2 separate regions of the Cricetulus griseus genome follow, and region 2 is linked to region 1. Evidence: chromatin contacts called from public Hi-C data. All regions are on one chromosome and are shown on one strand. Each heading gives the region's core, a stretch centred on a gene start, on an enhancer-like site or on the middle of the called end of the contact. The rest is flanking DNA. Distances are from core to core; before and after follow the strand shown.

Region 1 (5,824 bases), core at 2,300-4,799:
GGTGGTGGTTTCTTACCGTATACTACAATTATCGGCCTCTAACCCAGACAGGGAGGTGCACACCTGCAAGTCGTTTGTGAGGTGAAGGCCAGAGGATCAAAAGTTCAAGGTTACCCTTGGCTACATAGTGAGTCAAGACTGCCTTGAGCTATAGGAGACCCTGTCTCAAAAACAACAACAAAAACAAATCTGGAACTGCTGACCCTCAGGGCATCACCACCCTGCTCACTTTAGAACTGCAGACCCACAAATGATCCTTCCAGTGGGACCAGGACCTGGCCTCCAGGGTCTGCCTAGGTAACCCACACCATGTCTGCAAAGCAGTTTCTCTAGGCTGATTGAAAGGGAGCAATTTGTGCCCCCATGAGCTCTACTGGCAGCAGTCAGGGGAACGTGGCAGAGGGAGACGGGGTGGGGTGGGAGGGACCCTAATGAGATTCCCAGGCACTGTCTCTACCCTTGTGTCAAGGAGACATTTCAAAAGGGTTTGACACCGAATCCTTACCAAGTTGTCTGCTAAAATGCAAGGTGCAGGCCCCCAGAGAACCCAGAGCCTTCCGCGTGCCTGTGATAATAAGGCTGTGCCAGTGTCCGCTAAGCAGCTGTTCCCACCAAGAGGGACAATGGCCTGGCCCCACCCCTCATGGAGCCGATCTCAGCCCTGTCTTCACCGCTGCCAACCCTTTGATCACTTTTCACTGAGGATCTGGAGGGCATGTTACAAAGTGCTTTGGGCTGTCTGCCAACAGGCACCTCACTAGAACATGACAACAGCCAGAAGTGTCAGAGTGCGGAGAGAGACAGAGCTCGCTGGATGCCTTTTAAAAAATAATTATATTTGAATTTTAAAAGCAATCTTCATATATGTAAGTAGTGTCATTTATATGGAAAACTATGCCAGTCGCTCTACCCTTTTAATATTTGATGGCACTCTGGCTCCCTTCATAGTTGAGATAAGGGTCCGGTGGCTTCTCAGGGGCTTCTGAGATGCCTAGGCTAAGGAAAAAGCCACAGGAGACCTATAGTCAGCTTCTTCCTCATTCCTTCTGTATCCCTGTGCACCCTCCCTCCAACCAGACACTTCATTTAAACTGATTGTGGACCACTGTGGGGTCAAGATGCAGGGTCATGAGGGCCTGGATATGAACAAAATACAATGCCATACATTTCTGAAAATGTTATAATGAAACATATTACTTTATATGCTAATTAAGAACTTAATTAGAAGAAAAAGAAATGTCATCAGTAAAGCATAGTAGCATATACACAATATTGTCATTTTAGCTACTTTAGGTGTACTGTGTAGCTTCACTGTGGCACAGCCGACACCCACCTCTCCAGTACCGTCATACCTTACACAGAATAGGTCACCTACCACACACTAACTCCACTCCCCTCTCTCCTGTCTGGCTGCTAATCTTCCCCCCACCCCTGCTTTCTCCCCGTGATTTGAAGACACTAGGTTCCCAGGTACTGGAATTACACAATTTTTTGTGTATGATCTCTTTCCATTAGTACTATGTCCCCAGGGTCCACCCATCTTGTATCAAGGTCAGAATTTCATTTTTTTAGCATTTAAAAAAATTTTATTTTGGGGGCAGAAACTAGCATGTCCAGGGCTGACCTTGAACTCACTAAGTAGGTGAACATGTCCTTGAACTTCTTATCCCCCATCTCCAGCTCCTAAGTGCTGGGATTATAGGCTACTGCCACCAGTCCTGGTTTTCTGCGGTTTGAGGATTGAACCTGGAGCCTTTTGGCAAAACACCCTGCTGACTGAACTACTTCATCAGTGTCCGTCCATGTGCCCACCCTCCACATTGTCTCCCTTTAAAAAAAGGTTGCATAGCACTCCATTGTATGGATTCTGCTGTGTCTTTTCTTCCTTCCTGCCTTCCTTCCTTCCTTCCTTCCTTCCTTCCTTCCTTCCTTCCTTCCTTCCTTCCTTCCTTATCTTCCTTCCTTCCTTCCTCTTTTCGTTCAATGCCAATCAGCCTGCCATGTGTCTGTCTTTCTTTCCATTTTTAAATGTTATTTTTATTTCATGTGCATTAGTGTTTTTGCCTGCATGTATCAGGATGTCAGATCCCTTGAAACTGGAGTTACAAACTGTTGTGCGCTGTCATGTGGGGGTGCTGGGAATTGAACCTTGGTCCTCCAGAAGAACAGCCAGTTTTCTTAACTGCTGAGCTGGCCCCGGATTCTGCTGTGTCTTTATTTTTCTGTCCATGAACAGTGGAAATGAGCTAGCTCCCCGCTCCCACATAGAGTATCACAGAACCAGCTCTTGCTAAATGTTTTAGAATATCTACCGTTGTCACACTACCCTGTGTGACCTAGTTCCTCAGGGAAGTGGAGGCAGCCGCCTACAGAACATCTAAGAGAAACAGTGGGGCATCTCACTAAGGAGACAATGCTGTCCTGGAAAAAATGGGGACAAAGGCCCAGAGTCACCAGGCTGGGACTGGCAGGGGGCTGTTTCTTCAGGGTGAGCCACAGTTGAATCTTTTGAGCCTCAGAGACACACCGTGTGGCCAGCCTATCACTCCTCCCTGCTCCCTTTCTCCTGTGGGTCTCTTAGCTCAGAGATGCAAGCCCAGCAGGGGGCCCACCACCTGAAGGGTAAAAATGCTTGCCCTGAAAGTTTGTAGTGCCTGAGATCTGTAACCACTGGCCAGCTTGGCCCTCCTTCCTTCTGTGTGCAAGAAAAGCCCGGCTGTCTGGTTGAGTGAGCAGCGCTATAAATCACAGTGTCACCACTTAGCCAGCCAGAGTGATTTAATTAATCTGTTGTGCTGTCCCCCGAGCAGCGCTCCACCTGACTGCTAATCACCCTCCATCAACAGGAAGAAAATGCAGACCCCCTTTCTTTGAACTGCATGAGATGAAGGAGGAGAGGTCAGGGGAGGGGGAATGAACTGCAAGGTGGTGGTGGTGTGTGTGTTTGTGTGTGTGTGTGGGGGGGGGGGTTCCTCCAACTCTCACAGGACCAAAGTCCCCTGTATCTATAGCCCAACTCTTCATACACCTGCCTTCCTGTCTCTGGTGAGTTGCAGGAGAGGCACACTTTTTTTTTGTAATATTAATATAGAAATCATCTGTTGTCCGTCTCTATTTATCAGAAATAATATCTTGCCCTGAGACCTGTGACAGCTTGCATATTGGAAGAAACCTGGGGGAGGCCTATTTTTTGATCAAGCATGTGCCTGCCCGCACACACACCCTTCATTGATAACTAGCTACAAGGGAGGGGATAGGCACCACTCAAGGCAGAGGATTTTGACAGGTGACCACCCCAATTTCTATCACGCACAAGCCCAATACATGCAAGCGGCTTTCTGCAATGTGAAGAGGCAGGGCTTGTCTAACAATGTAACACTTTGAAGGTGACATGATATTGGTAGGGTTGCTCCAAATCCAGGGTCCTGGAAACCTTGAAGAGCCTCCATGTACCTTTGAATCCTTGCTGAATGGCCCTGTTTTACAGATAGGAGAAACTAAGGCTGACCAAGGGAAGGGAAATTCCCAGGAAGCGGCAGGCTGCAGTCTTTGGAGATGACTCATCCCACGGGGGAAGCCTATTAAAGGAAACGTGTAGAAAGTCTCTCTGGCAAAACAAAGACCAGAAAATCTTTCATCTGATTCAACAATACGACACCTTTCATCAATTACATGAGTTCCCTCCCTGCCTGCTCTTATGGGAGGGTCTCTTGTCTATCAAAAACAGGGTGAGGACAGCGGTCGCTTGCCTGGGAACACGCTGGGTACAGATGTATTGAGGATCACAGAGGTTCACTGTATGGCAATCTATAAACACAGTTGTTGTTGTTGGTTTTTTTTTTGACAGAGAGGCTCAAAATGAAACTTGGGTGGGGAGCTCGGGTGGCTTGCCCAGCATCTTAGGAGGCTAGTCCACATACAGCCCCATCTTATGCATTGTGATTTCTGGGCCAGCACCACTCCTAGAACTCAGAATGGGTGCAGAGTGAATGACATATGTGTCTCTGTTGGTAAGAAGTACCTAGCTTGAAGCCTAGGGTATCTTTGGCAGGATGAGAGATGTGGTTCCAATGCGCCCTTAGAGTTGCAGGTGTATGCTGGTCCTCCCAACACACGGGGGCAGTCTAACCCCTCTCCCTCTGTGTGCATTCCTGGCTTCTCTAGGGACAGGCATCTTCCTGCCTCGGGAGGGGAGATAGGGCAGCTGTTTTTACCCATTTTGAAGCTCATGGGCATCCAAGGGACCAATCTACCAGCATTCCAGGGCATAGTGTAAAAAAGGTTGAATATGGAGTTTGGATGGGGGTTTGAATTCCAGCTATACCTATTTACACACACACACACACACACACACACACACACACACACACACACACAGTTTCCTTCTCTCCACCTCTCTGAATGGATATTAAAGTGAAACAGGGCTGGCCAGATGGCTCAGCAGGTAAAGGTGTTTGGTACCAATCCTGATGATTTGATTTCAGGAACTCTACACAGTGGAAGGAGAGGATGGGATTGCCACAAGTTCCCTCCAAGCTACCAATGAGTACTGGGACACGAGCTCTGCTCCCCACCCCATAGATAAGTGTATATTTAAAATAATTTCAAAATAAAGTGAAATGAAACAATAGATATGAGACCCCAGCAAAGCTCTAGGTACAAAAGAGCTGTCAAATTCATGCGGTTTCTTCTTCATCCCATTCCAAGGTCCCCAACAGCCGTAAAGTGTATTCCAGGCTGACTCTGGTCCTCAGAGACCAGACATTCATGTGTGTGTTTATTTTTCCTCAGAATTTGGAAGCATCTGTCCTGACATTTTCCGGCTTGTAGACCGGAAGAGCGTGAGAATGCTGGCTGTTTTCTGGAGGCCTGTGTATCTGTAATTGGAGACAGAATGCTTCCTCTTGCCTCTATCTGCAAACATCGTATTCGAAAGAGAAGGTGCTGTTATTGCACCCAAGGGTTACATTGCATGTAAACAGGTGTGCACTGAGCCGAAGGCTTGGATGTAAGAAATGGCAGAACATTTCAGAAAAAACATGAGCAAAGATCTGTGTGACTTTCATTTAGATAAAAAACCCTGTGGGTGGGCACTGGAGCAGCCCCTGTCTGCATCCATGCTCTGCAATCGTGTTTAATTTTTCTCTTCCAATCTTCTTGTAATGCAGATAGTAAAGTAGGTGCCCAGAGGTTTATTGAGAATGTGTGGGTAAATATATTCATTCAAAATGTATACTAGTTGGGCATGCCTGTGATCTCCGCATGTGAGAGGCGAGGGCAGCAAGATCAAGAGTTCAAAGCCACATAGAGAGTTTGATTAAACAAAGAGTTTAAGGTCAGTTGGGCAACAAAAAACAGTCTCAGCAAAACCAAATAAAAGCAAAAAGTACAGAAGGCTGGACATGGTGGTCCATGTCTGTAAATCCAGCACTCAGAAACAGAGGCAGGGGATTACAGATTTGAGACCATCTCGAGCTACCTAACCTGTCTCAAAAAACCAAACCACTCAAAACAAAACAGGCAAGCAGCACACATATAAACACACATAACAAATACTAGCTGAACATCTGCTCTGCTCAGGTCTATACTGAGTTCAAGTTTATACCAAGTGGTCCTGAAGCCATGGCCCCTCCACTGGGAACCACCAGAAGCAGATCAACACAGGACATAAGCATTACTAGTGTTGGCTGTCACTGTGAACAAATGAATTTATACCATGGGAACCACAAAGTGGGTGGTCATGGAAGGGTCTGCAAGGAGTTTGCTGGCCAGAAAATGAGGGAGGAAATTAGGAGTCACAGGAAGGGCATCTGCAAAGAGCAGA
Region 2 (6,590 bases), core at 1,382-3,881, 360 kb after region 1:
TTACAATGGATGAAGCTGTAACTGAGGCCACACTTGGCTGCACAGAGCCTATAATCCCAGCACTGTGGAGGTGAGGCAGGATTTTGAGTTTGGGCCAGCCTGAGTCACAGAGAAAGGAAAAAAGAAGAGAAACCACAAGCTTGTTTTGAAGATGTGTGCACCTTGGGGTTTAGATCTTCTGAGTGTAGGTCAAGCTTTCGTGTGTTGGATTGTGGACCTCGATATGGTAGGGTGAGGTGTGCTGGGGCCCAGTGGGAGGTAGTTAGATGAGCAGCGCCCTTCCATGAGAGCAGTTTCAGGGCCTTGGGTCTTGAAAGGTAGGCATTGTGAAGGAGCAAGACTGTGATCTCTCTGGCTTTTGTTCTCTTCTTGTCCTCCTCTCTACCTCCTTGACATGATGAAGTCAGGAGCACTTTGCCTCAGAATCTAGGAGCTAAGGAAACCCATTTTCTTCATTAAGTATTCGACTCAAGGCATTTTGTTCTGATAACAGAAAATAGACTAACCCAATGGGAGAGCTGCACTGCCCTTTGAAAGTGAAGAATAATAATTGGTTTCTGCTAAGAGTTTTGATTGTGAACAGAGTGCACATGGAAGCCAAATACCCAGTGTTCAGGTGGCTAGAATACATTTAAACTGAGATGGGGGGGGGGAGGGAGAGAGGAGGGAGGAGGGAGGAGGGAGGGAGGGAGGGAGAGGGAGGAAGCCTGTAAAAATGATTACATTAGTTTTTTTTTTTCTGGGGGGGGTTCATGGTTGTATACAGTACAAAGGGACAAAGTAAAAGAGGAGTCTTGAATATATAGAGTATAAACTGTGTTGTCTTGGTTGATTCTCGGTAATATAATAGCACTGAGTCTAAGGTCATTTAACAGCACCTTAGAGATAGGCTGTGGTGTTTTAGTCTCTGACCTGGTGGGGTCATATCTAAAACAATGTAACAGTGTAAAGTTGTTCAAGCATTTTGCTAGATTGCAAAACACAGGTGTGTTTGGTTTCTCTCACCCTCTTAACTCCCACCGCCACCCCCTCACCCTCCAAGGTGAAACTTTTTAGTGTGTGTGCTTGGAAAGAGGGAGGAAGGAGGAGGAAGGAGGAGGCCAAGCACTGGGGATTGAACCAGGGTCCCATGCTTGTTTCATTAGCACTCCATTGCATTTTTAAAAATGTTTTTGAAATTTATAATTATTATTATTTTGTTTTGATTTATTTATTGTATAAATGTGTACCTAATGAGTGTCAGGGAGCTATAGATGGCTGTGAACTACCAAATGGTTCTGGGAACCCAGCATGGGTCCTCTGTCTGCAAGAATAGCTCTTAACCACTGAGTTGCACCAGCCCCTCAAGTTGTTTGAAAGTTTCTATTTGCTTATCTTCTTTTTCTTTGTTTTCCAGGAGCTGTTTTTTGTTCACTGCACTCTTCACATGTGTGAATTCTTTTTGCTTTATAGCATATTCTTAATGTAAACTACAGTAATGTTATAGAAGGCCTAAGAAAAGACTAAACTTTTTTTAAAGATGTTAATTATATACAATGTTAATCTTCAAAATCTACTCTCCACTATTTTATTTTAACTATACTCATTTCCACACCTAACAAATTCTTTTCTCTTAACTACCAATCTCTGCACAAACCGTGGCTGCCAGCATGCACACTTGGTCTCACAGAGGGTGCAGCCCCATGGGTGTGAGGGATGTTCACTTCCTGGAAGTGCTATAGTAGAATGGCCTGCACTTGTTGTCAGGGCCTCTGCGTTCATAGCTGGAACTTTTGCACGCTGGACCAAGTGATGAGCCGATGTAATTATTCCGCAATCTTGTTTTTCTTCAAAAGAGTATTTTCTTTTTAAAAACTACATTAAAATAGGAAGGTTGGAGCAGTGTTTTACAAATGAAAACAGCTATTTGTAGTAAAAGTCGGTGAGAAAAAGTACAGCAAAAATTAAAGGAAGATGAAGGAGTTTAACACCACTGTCAATATCATAGACTGTTGGTGAGAGAACCAGAAAAAAGAAAGGCCAGTAGTAATTAGCTAAAAAATGACCAAAGAAATGAACCCTTAGGGTGTGTGTACTTAATGAGACTGTCACAGTACCATCCCTTAGGTGGAGACAGAACATGTAGAGCAGACTTAGTCTCAGAGGACCTTCTGTGTGGAGTTCAAGCTGTCTCTCTTTCCCTCTTCACTCTTCTTCCTCCTGCTCTGCTCCCTCCCCTCCCCCATGTTATTTTTGCTACATTTGCTGTTTTAACCTGTCAGTTACAAAATAATTACTATGTCACTGTGGCTGGCGGCTCATATAGGAGAAATCTGCCGTCTCTTAATCAGAGGTGATTACAGTTTCCCCTGTCTGTAAACGTGCTTGTTGAGTAACGAGAATGCATTAGTCTCAGGCTGATGTGTGAAATGAAAGGCAGCAAGAAGCGGCACCATTGTTGTCACTCCAGGCGTGTCTAATGAATCGTGTTTCCATGTTCTCGTGGTCACGCCAGAGAGTGCCCTCTGCCAGGGCTAAGCCTCCTGTAAAATGCCCTGTAAGATTATTGCAGCAAGAACAGAAATGCTAGCTGAGTGGGGGTTGGGAGAGAATGCCAAGAAGACAGCTGCATTTCAAACAGTTACAGCTGGGAGGATTACTCACAGTGATAGCAGTGACAGACAACTGTTGGAGCCTTAGTGTAAGATGCAGTTTGGCGACCTCTCCTGTCAGAATTTTAGTAGCATGCAAGAATGTGTGTTTACATTTCAAAGCAGGTTGCCTCTGAAGAGTGGAAGGGAATAAATAGTTTTAATTTTTTTTACTCTTTAATTGAGAACAGAATTGAAACCCAAAGATTGAGTGTTTTTGACTAACATGACACCATCTTAAAAGAAGTTTATATGAAGCATTGATAGATTTAAGTGAAAATGCCTTAACTGAATCGTATGTGTGTATATCGTATGTGTGTCCTATATAATGTGTGTACATCATATATGTATCAACCATATGTACATTTTTTTGTTAATATTGAACATTTCTTGGTGCCTGGAACAGTATCTCACACCTGTAATCCTAGAAGTCTGAAAGCTAAAGCAGGAGGATTGTCATGAGTTTGAGGCTACCCTTGGCTATACTGTGAGAATGCTCAAAAACAAAAATTTAAAAACCCCCACATTTAATTTATATCTCATGGCAATCCTTTGCAATTTCAGAACATGTAGCTGTTTAACACTGACCTTACTTAAGAATTAAAGTAATTAACATATTCTCACAAAGGAAGTCTGGAGTTTACAATGAGGTGATGACTGCTCTCCTAGCCAGGGCTATCCTTCTAGACCCTTGTCCATTTATACATTTTTTTGAGTACATTAAGAGCATAAGGTAAAATGGTAGTGATCACTGTAAAATGCTTGAAAAGAGTGGTGAATGGGGGATGAACTTGGATTTGGGGAATCAATGCCACACTTATGCTTTCTCCTTCATTGTGAGTGATCACAGTGACATGGGGCTCTCTTCTGCACAGCTAGCTGTCTTCTGAAGGTCTTGCTCTGTGTATCCAGAAATCTAATTCTCTGACCTCCTTTAGTAGAAAATGTACTGGCTTTGTGAGTCCTGTGATCCATTGAAATGCTAACATGGGTCATGTCTCAGCTGCTACAGTGCTGAGCAGAAACCTTCATTAAAATTCTGGTTATCCTACAACTGGCAGAGGACCCATGCTGTTAGAGACTCCTTAGGAAGATGTTAGCCTGGTAAAATGGCAAGTCACAGCCAATCTTCTGGCTGCTGAGCATTATCAGGGTTGCAATCCTTTAACTTTGCAAATGTTAAAGGCATTTCTGTGTCTGTGTTCTGTCCCTAATAGTTTATCCTCTGGTCCTTATTTGACTGATGAATTGACAGTGGAAAGCTAAATGCATTTCTGATACAAATTTGCTAAGTGAAACCAAATGTTCTACATCCAAGAGCAGTTCAAGAGAGCAGCTTGCTGAATGGGTTAGGTTTGATATAAATAAGTCCATTTAGTTATTAATGACTTCAGATAGATTTTACAAGGCAATCAATAATAGCAAAATGGTGATCAGTCAGTGATACTGTGTGTAATTGGATTTTTTATGGGTATGGTGCTATTTTTCAGAATTAATGTGACATTATGCTACTTTGTTACTCAATTTTTTGTTAAGTCAATTTTTTTTAAGAAATCAGATATGCCAAAAATTCTTAAGTATTATTTGGTATAGTCCATCGTGAAATTGATAAATGCTGTCTTATTGCAATGTCTGCTTATTGTACAGTGCTCAGGGAGTAGATGTGAGAATTGGAAAGTTTCAGTTTTTAACTACAGTTTTATGCATTGAGCAGCACAATTGAAAACAAAGACAAGGGGGCAGATTCTCAGCCTCCCTTTAGATCATGTTCCCTTAGCCCTGTGTTACAGCAAATCTAACAAGGGTGAGACCTCTCTTTTGCCTTGCTTTTTAGTCTATTTACATTTGTGGGGTTTGAAAAAAAAAATCCTTTTTCAGTGGCTGAATGAGGAGTTCTATTTTCCACTAGTGCCCCTCCCCCTCCAGTTTTTGCAGTGGCCAATGTGCTTGCTGAACTCAATGTTCTGGATAATAGGTTTCAGTAATTCTGATGCCTGAGGTTAAAAAGCAGTAGGGGAGTAAGAAGTGTTTCAGATGTCTAGACATTCATTTCAGCTGTTGCAGCAGTGTGATACATAAAAGGGACTATGTATCACAGCTTAGAGGGAACCTGTATTCTTTGAAAGCAGTTCTGGTTTTCAGACTGTGCACAGGGTGAGGATGGATGAAGGAACTGAGTGCTGCTTTCTGTCTTTCTTCCCCACCCTCCCCTGTACTTCTTCATCATCAGTTTTGCTTATGGAACAGAGCAATGTCTGCTGGGAAACTCCAAGCCAGAGTGTTTGCTACTTTGATATCTTGTCACATTGACACTTGGAAGCTTTTATATGGCCTTCCTTTTAAAAATATTAAATATTAATTCTGCAAGATGCAATGTTTTAAAAGTTGGGACAAGTTATAAACTGATATTTTTTGAGTGTTTGGATGCTAAGCAGTGATTATTACTATTTAAAATTTCCTTTATAGAATAGTCTCTTCTAAAAACCATTTAGTACTTGTATAGTTTATCTGAATGAGGATGGTATTAAGAGAGCTAAGCGACACACTTTAAACCAATTCTGAGTTTAGCTTCTTACTACCCCAGTGAAGTGACCCTGTGCCAAGAGTGTGTGTCTGTACCCAGTAGCTGCGGCAGCACTTACTTTGTTGCCATTCTTAATTTGGCTGTAACACTTAAAATAGCAGGAGGAGAGTGTTTGCATCTAGGAATTCTTTATTTTGATTGACACTTTCCTCTCATTTTCTATATAGAGCTGTTTGATTTCTTGTGCCTTTTTCTTCTGATACCAAAAGAGTTCAAATCGATAAATATAGCCTATGAAATAGTTTTCCTATTATTTTTTATTCATACAGAATTAATATTTAGCTGGGAAGCTTGGAGTCTAGATTTAAAATGTATTTATCACTGAATGGTCTGTAGGGCTCATGAAGAGAAAGTCTAGTACCAACAGGTATTCCTGCACACTTAGTGACCATTGTCTTTGTCCTCAGTCTGTAGGTTTCCATTCATGAGAACCCAAACCCACGAGTCTAGTTAACTCACCACATCCAACAGGCTTGAGGCTCAAAAAGATTCTACCGGCCTCTGCCTCCCAAGTGCCTGTCTCCCCCCCCATCTTAAATCAAGCTAATTTAACTTAAAAGAAATGATCTCTTTTGTATAATTATCTCTTTTGGTCTCTTCTCCTATCTACCCACCCAGTATATTGTTACGAAAAAAAAAAAAAAAACAAGAACTTTAGGACTTCATGGGCATTGGTTCTTTGGGAGTTCCTGTGGGTCCCTCCCATAACTTATTTCAAAACAAGCATGCCTTTTCCCTTAGATATTAGGCATTTATAAAATTATAAATCCAGGAAGTAATTCACTATTGTAGCAATAATTAACTTTTAGCACTCTGTCCAAATTCTTTATAACCCTATCTAGATATATTTTCATTTAAGCAACTGTGCATAATTCAGATACTTTGGTAATCATCTCCTCAGTCTACCTATTACTTTCTGACATCTTTGTTACTTTTAAGTAGAAATCTCAAATTATTCTTTAAGACTTGTGAAAGTTGCTTTGAGAGTATTAACAATGGCTTGAGCTTTGAAGGGCAGAGAGACTGATGGGAGTGCCATAGCTCCATGATTGTACTTGAAAGGCGGAAACCAATTCTCTGTTCCTTCATTCCTACCTTAAGCCCATGGGCAGTGTTTACCTTTCCCTTTCTGTTCCCTTTGAGGTTGAGATTAAATCCTTTGAATTAGCTCATTAACTTTGCATTAGAAAAATGTGTCAAAGTTTCTTTTTATTTGGATGTCCTTTTTACTGGTTCTTTTTTTTTCTTTTTTCTTGTTTCTTTTCAGTTGTGGAAGAAGGACTCTGGGAAAATGGCCTTTCCTATGAATGTAGAACGCTGCTCTTCAAAGCAATCCACAATCTGTTAGAAAGGTAAGAAGGGGTAGTGGCTTGGCT

What was found. Hi-C and Micro-C count contacts between places; a contact is called where the count stands out from the background.
Region 2: a contact with region 1 is called in a Hi-C map of the CHO-K1 cell line, with 4 times the contacts expected there. The contact joins two enhancer-like sites. A contact is called at or near these places in 2 of 8 Hi-C or Micro-C datasets (the CHL-YN cell line and the CHO-K1 cell line).

Annotation. Positions count from the first base shown.
Region 1 is chr4:98,184,117-98,189,940 of CriGri-PICRH-1.0, forward strand. No RefSeq gene overlaps it. Among named protein-coding and RNA genes, the nearest start is that of Spring1, 36 kb to the left of the region's middle. Within about 2 kb of position 3,550, at least 2 of the 6 cell types and tissues checked have open chromatin away from gene starts, as enhancers often do. A contact at or near this core is called in the CHO-K1 cell line, where this site is marked.
Region 2 is chr4:98,545,605-98,552,194 of CriGri-PICRH-1.0, forward strand. It overlaps Med13l (mediator of RNA polymerase II transcription subunit 13-like), which reads left to right. Exons shown (of 31, transcript XM_027414168.2): 3 at 6,482-6,566. Among named protein-coding and RNA genes, the nearest start is that of Med13l, 100 kb to the left of the region's middle. Within about 2 kb of position 2,632, at least 1 of the 6 cell types and tissues checked has open chromatin away from gene starts, as enhancers often do. A contact at or near this core is called in the CHO-K1 cell line, where this site is marked.